2 separate regions of the Mus musculus genome follow, and region 1 is linked to region 2. Evidence: chromatin contacts called from public HiChIP or PLAC-seq data. All regions are on one chromosome and are shown on one strand. Each heading gives the region's core, a stretch centred on a gene start, on an enhancer-like site or on the middle of the called end of the contact. The rest is flanking DNA. Distances are from core to core; before and after follow the strand shown.

The links. HiChIP or PLAC-seq counts read pairs in DNA pulled down with a chosen protein or histone mark.
Region 1: a contact with region 2 is called in an H3K4me3 HiChIP or PLAC-seq map of bone marrow-derived macrophages, with 3 times the contacts expected there. The contact joins the enhancer-like site here to the promoter of Dgkh in region 2. A contact is called at or near these places in 10 of 39 promoter capture datasets (the 3T3-L1 cell line, 3T3-L1-derived adipocytes, cancer-associated fibroblasts and 7 more), 1 of 15 datasets of contacts at CTCF or cohesin (CD8 T cells), 37 of 484 Hi-C or Micro-C datasets (the BV-2 cell line, CD4 T cells, LSK cells and 20 more), 14 of 115 datasets of contacts at active chromatin or transcription factors (bone marrow-derived macrophages, differentiating embryonic stem cells, embryonic forebrain and 7 more) and 3 of 9 other capture datasets (adipose tissue, liver and pancreatic islet).

Annotation. Positions count from the first base shown.
Region 1 is chr14:78,863,808-78,866,614 of GRCm38.p6, forward strand. The region is part of intron 1 of Vwa8 (von Willebrand factor A domain containing 8); the gene reads left to right. Among named protein-coding and RNA genes, the nearest start is that of Vwa8, 16 kb to the left of the region's middle. Within about 2 kb of position 1,509, at least 5 of the 459 cell types and tissues checked have an H3K27ac peak or open chromatin away from gene starts, as enhancers often do. A contact at or near this core is called in bone marrow-derived macrophages, where this site is marked.
Region 2 is chr14:78,731,378-78,734,179 of GRCm38.p6, forward strand. Dgkh (diacylglycerol kinase, eta) reads right to left here and starts at 1,352. Exons shown (of 30, transcript NM_001081336.2): 1 at 981-1,352. The coding sequence starts at 1,040.

The DNA.
Region 1 (2,807 bases), core at 259-2,758, 130 kb after region 2:
GAAACCCTGTCCTTCCCAAGCAGGTTTCGGTCACAGAGTTTATCATACCAATCGAAACCCTAACAGACATTCGGTGTCTAGTGAGCAGAGTGTGGCTGGAGTTGGATGAGTGAGAATAACTGGAGATGAGATCAGAGAGGAAATGCAGATTAGAAACACCCTTTCGAGGTCATTAACGGAACCCAGCATGATTTGTCTCTGACTGCATTTGGCTGTTATATTGCCTCCTTAGATGCTAGATGGTGAAGAACAAAGCCTAAAACAGTAGGCCTGTGGGGTGTTCGAGAGAAGGCTGCCTGGGACTACCATGGATTGTGTTGTAAGCGGAAAAGAAGGATCTTAAGTTGCCATTAGTACAGCTGGGAGTAGTTTTAGTGGAAAGATCAGATGTTCAGTTCTCACTACAGAGGAAAAACTTTCCTTCATTTTTAAACGTTTGTAAAGGCAATTGGAGATGTAGCTTCATTGGTAGAACACTTCTCAACATTTATAAAGCTTTGGGTTCAATCCCATTGCATAAACTGGATGAGGTGGTATGTGCCACAATGCCAGCACTCAAGAGGTGATTAGAATATTGGGTATGTAGACAGATGGAGGCCAGCCTGGCATATTTGAGACCCCATCTTAAGTAGCAACAGCAAAAAACCCTTAATCCCCAAAACAAACAGACAACTCCAACAACAAAACACCTCAATGAAGAGGTTATAGTATATAATCTTAACATTGCATGTGCTAACTTTATTATAAAGCTTTTAAAAACTTGTTTGAGATAGGGTCTCAGTATGTAGTATAGGCTGCCTTTGAACTCAGTCTTCCAGTTACAATTCCACAATATTAGGACTGTGAATACTTTATATGAAGAAGAATGAGGGAGAAAGGGAGGAGGTGACTCCCTGGCACTTGCTGCAGTAAAGGTCCCTGTGCTACATAGAGTCTCAGGAGTCTGCTTGGAGATGCTGAGTCTGCAGGTTCCACATGGTGGGCGCTGTGATGCTTCAAGAACTTCTGTGATAAGAAGGAAGAAAAAGTGGCCTATGGGGATGTCCTAGTGGATTGTGGAGGAAGTTTGCAACCCTCATGATTTTTTTCAGTGTGTTTTGCCATGGCCCCTTCTGGCAGCTAACATTAGACCTGAAAGGATTTACCATTGGGTAGACTGGCTTTTCTTCTCTCAGTTTTTCCTGTGTCTTTAATAAATTATATCATCTATAAAAAACAATTTTCTGGCCGGGTGTGGTGGCGCACACCTTTAATCCCAGCACTTGGGAGGCAGAGGCAGGCAGATTTCTGAGTTCGAGGCCAGCCTGGTCTGCAGAGTGAGTTCCAGGACAGCCAAGGTACACAGAGAAACTCTGTCTCAAAAAAACAAAAACAAAATAAAACAAAACAAGAAAACCCCAACATTTTAAGTCTCAGATTTTCTCATTTTAAGGCTCTGTTTTAGAGGGTTATTTTGAGACTATAAAGGACTTGAAGGAAGGAAGTGTTGAACAAGTGTTAGCTGTCTTTGTCATTACCACAGCCTGTGGTTCTGGTGTCCAGTGTACCTCAGCAGCTCTGAACTAGCCAGGCTGAGGGATGAGCACTGGAATAACTATTTTTTTCTGCATGTCTTTGAGACCTTTCTAGACAAAGTTCTAGATGCCAGGACTTTGCCAATTTGGCTCTTGGAGAGAGCAAAGTAGAGGGAAATTGACTTAGGCCTGCACTGTAGTCAGAGATTAACATTCCTTACAAAACAGAACTCTGTAGAAGTTGTTGAGACCTTTCTTTCCCTCGTTTTATCTAGAAGTTCTCACAGTTTGTTTATGGTATTTGGTCTGACTTCTGTTTATTATCTAGAAATAGTGAATTTTGAGGGTAGGCTGTTGAGAACTTGATTTTGTAAAAGATCTGAACAAATGTGAAATCTGTCCTACTGGTGTTTTGGATGATTTCATTAGTTAATTGTTCTCTTCATTGTAATCCAAATGCTGGGCACAGGCAATTTAAGGCAGGAACAATTTATTTTGCTTATATGATTTCAGAGGGCTCAGTCTGTCACTGTGTGGGAGCCGCCTAGCCTTCATTGAGGTGGGTGGGGAAACAGCTGGGGAAAGATACCTCAAAGACACACCAAATAATGTGCTTCCTCTAGTAAGGACTCATCTAAAGTTTCTAGAATCTCCCCAAATAGGACTGCTACTTGGGGACCAAATGTTCACATCATGAACCCATGGTGAACATTAAAAGATTTCATAAAATTGTGCCCTTGTTCCCAAAGGCTCATTGCCATCTCACGAGTATAGTGCATTTAGTTAATATCTAAGAGTGCCTTCAATCTTGACACTTCCAGTATTATTCCAGAGCCCAAATTCAAAGTCTCTTCTGATACTCTGGTCAAACTCAGCTGAATCTCTGTAAAATTAAAAAGAAAATCATATGCTTTTAATATACAATGGCATATTCTAAGAAGGAGGAGTGGGCGATTACCATTGGAAGGTTAAACTAAAGCCAAGACCATGGAAGTCAATTTGTGCACATAGCCGTGCTGTCTAGAGTCTGGCGTACTTGGGGAGCTCAGCCCCTGTGGCTTGGCTGAGCCATCTCATCTCTCCAGCCCTTCCTAGGCCTCCTTGTATAAGCAGAGTGTCCCAGCAGTTCCATCTTCTTTAGGGAAAGTCTTTCAAAGGAGGTTTTACATCAACACAGTGGAACTTAGAGCAGAAGTTCCTCTAATTCCTGAAACACCCTCAAGGCACCTATGGTCTTGGTTTCTTTTTAATTGTCCATTTTTCTTTTACTACCTACTCCTGACTTGAGATGTA
Region 2 (2,802 bases), core at 102-2,601:
GGCAAACCGGCTGGAAGTCTATGGGTAAGAAAAGGAGAAGCAAGCCTGGCACCTGACCTACAAGCTCTCAACAGGCAGAGGGCCCGCCTGAGCAGACTCAGGAAGTCCCTGGGAAAACATCATCAGAACAGCACCGCAGCAAGGATGAAGCCAGAAATTTTGGACCAGGCTTTTGAGACGGTTCACAACGTCAATCAAAAAGGACTAAGAAATACGTAGATAGGGTATGCAGAGCCAAAATTCATTGCCCACTCAAGATTACAAGGGTCTACGCAGGACGGGGATTCCTGGGAGGAATCCCTGAAGGGATGGATGGATAACAGACGGCTCAGTTTGAGGTGCAAGAAATAAGTTAAAGGAGTTTAGGGAATAAATCCAAAGACCTCGACTCTTCTCACACGCAACACTCTGAGCCCCTAAAGTGACTCAATCTACGCGTGGCGTGTGCTGTGAGATCCAGGCGAAAGCGAAGTTAGCCGGTGGCTGGATCCCGGTCCAGGTCCCCTGACCCTCGGAACTGTTCAGGGCAGCCGCGGCCACTCGAGTCGGAGGCGTGGCTCTGGGCTTCTGGCAGCCACCAGCCTCCACAGGCGGCGGTCCTTGGGAACCTGCGTGCCCAGGTGACTGCCAGGGCGCGGTCAAGAGGTGAGCCCCGTCTCCTCCCGGCGCCACCCGCTGACCGCGCAACCCCGTCGCCTCCACTCCCCGGGCCGCCGCGCCACACTCGGGAATGAAGTGCAAAGTTGGGAAAAGGATGAAGCGCGGAAACGGTCCTCTAAGGACCGTCGCCAGAGGCCGACCGGACAAAGGCGCTTCGGGCGGCGAGCAAGGAGGAGCCCGGGCGCCGGAGGAAGCGCTGCCCCGGCTGGGAAGCAGCTGGGGACCTCATCCCGGACCGCTTCCTGAACGGAACATGGGCCGGGAGGGGGAGGCAGGGAGCAAGGACAAGCGGGAGGGGTGGGCGCGGGCGCGGTACCCACCGGTTCCTCCCAGGCCGGGCTCTGGGCTCCAAGCACGGGGCGCACGTGCTGAGGCTCCATCGCGCCGGCCCGCGCCCGCTGGCCGCCGGGGCGCACGGACACCGGCCCCCGCTGCCGCTGCCGCTGCCGCCGCCGCTGCCGCCGCCGCTGCCTGCGCCTCCCTCGCTGGGATCGCTGTCGCTGCCGCCGCCGCTGCCTGCGCCTCCCTCGCTGGGATCGCTGTCGCTGCCGCCCTGGCTCCTGCCCGGGGCCAGCCACGGGCCCTCCCGCGTTCTCTGGCTTCCGCCGCGCTCGCCCGCCCCCGCGCCGGTCCCTTCCTCCGCCACCGCCTCCGCAGCCGCCTGAGTCCCGCTCCACGGCGCGGCGGCGAGCGCTCGGCTCCTCAAGCCGCCGCCGCCTCCCACGGCCGCAGAATCCGCCCCTCTCTCTCTCCTGTCTCCGCCTCCGACTCCCTCCCCTTTTCTCCCGCCGTCCGCCCCTCCCCCAGCGGCCCCTCCCGGCGGGCGGCCCGGGACGCACGTGACCCCCCTGCCAGGCCATATAAGGCGCGGAACCGAAAGCAGCCACCGGGTGGTCACGGGCACCGGGCAGTGGTGCGGCTAAAAGAGGCAACCGCGCCGCGGGGCCCGGATCGCCAGAAGAATCGGGGGATGTCGGGGATGAGTAGCTTGCGCCGGACGAGCGGAACCTGGCACCCTTTCCCCTTGGCATCCCTCGCCACGGGTGCCTGTAGCCCCCGACGGCCGCCTCGGGAGCTAAACCTGGAGCCAATTGCCCAGGACAGTACCTGGCTTCAACAGAGCGAGGCTGCGCTTCGCACCCCTGAGCCACTCCCAAGCACCTATTCCGGCAGCTGAGATGTCTGGCTGGGCTGTCTGGGGAGCCCTGCTTTTGTTCATTTTCTATGGCTGAAAGATTTCGTGGAAAGAAAACCAGCTAAGGAGCCGGTCTGTGGTCCGCTGTGAGCGCTCTGCTCAAATTAGGGACAGGGGCAGTTCCGAGAGAGAGCTCAAATGTCAACTGTCTCTCCTGCTGCTCTCCGGGAAAAAGAAAATGAAAATTGCAACAAGCAATTTTTTAAATCATCTTTCCTGAAATCATCTTTACTGGCAGTGAAGATGGTTTCCATCTAGTTGCAAACCGAGCAGTGACTGCATTTGCATGGGTCATTTCCTCTCTCGTGGACTTCAGACTCCTGCCAGCACCATCTTCTGGCCCTTAGTCTGGTAGACAGATGAATTCACACGTTTTGAAACCGAAAAATCAAAACACTACTTGATCCAGCATGCTCCCACGTCATACTAATTTCCGAGGCTAATATTCCGCTGAAGCTACACTCATAAAGGTCACCTAAGGATTGTGGAGAGAGCTAAGCCACTGGATGGTTTCCAGCCCTCACTTTCTATAACTTGACTGACTAAATTTGCATTCCTGAATCTCTCCTTTAAATGGGCCCTTGGACTGTTGGGTCTTCTTTGTTAGTGACTATGCTTTGTTCAGTGGCCTCCAACCTGCTGCCTAAATAGCCTGTCCTTCATTTACTTTGAATGAGGTTTAAGTGGGGTGAGTGAGCAGTCTGACCATGCTGCGTTTACCTCAGCCCTGGGATCACAGCTGAACACTGGGGCTCACTCAAAACCAGCCCTTCATTCCATCTAGGTGAGCATTCTACCTGCCGACTGAGCTATCCCAGACCGGAAGCGAACTTCTCTTTTTCAAGCATATTGTTACTTTTTTTTTTTTTGACTTTTCTTTTTCACTTAGGTGTCTGTGTCTGTGTGTGGGTTTGCGCATATGAGTGCGAATTCTCATGGAGGCCAGA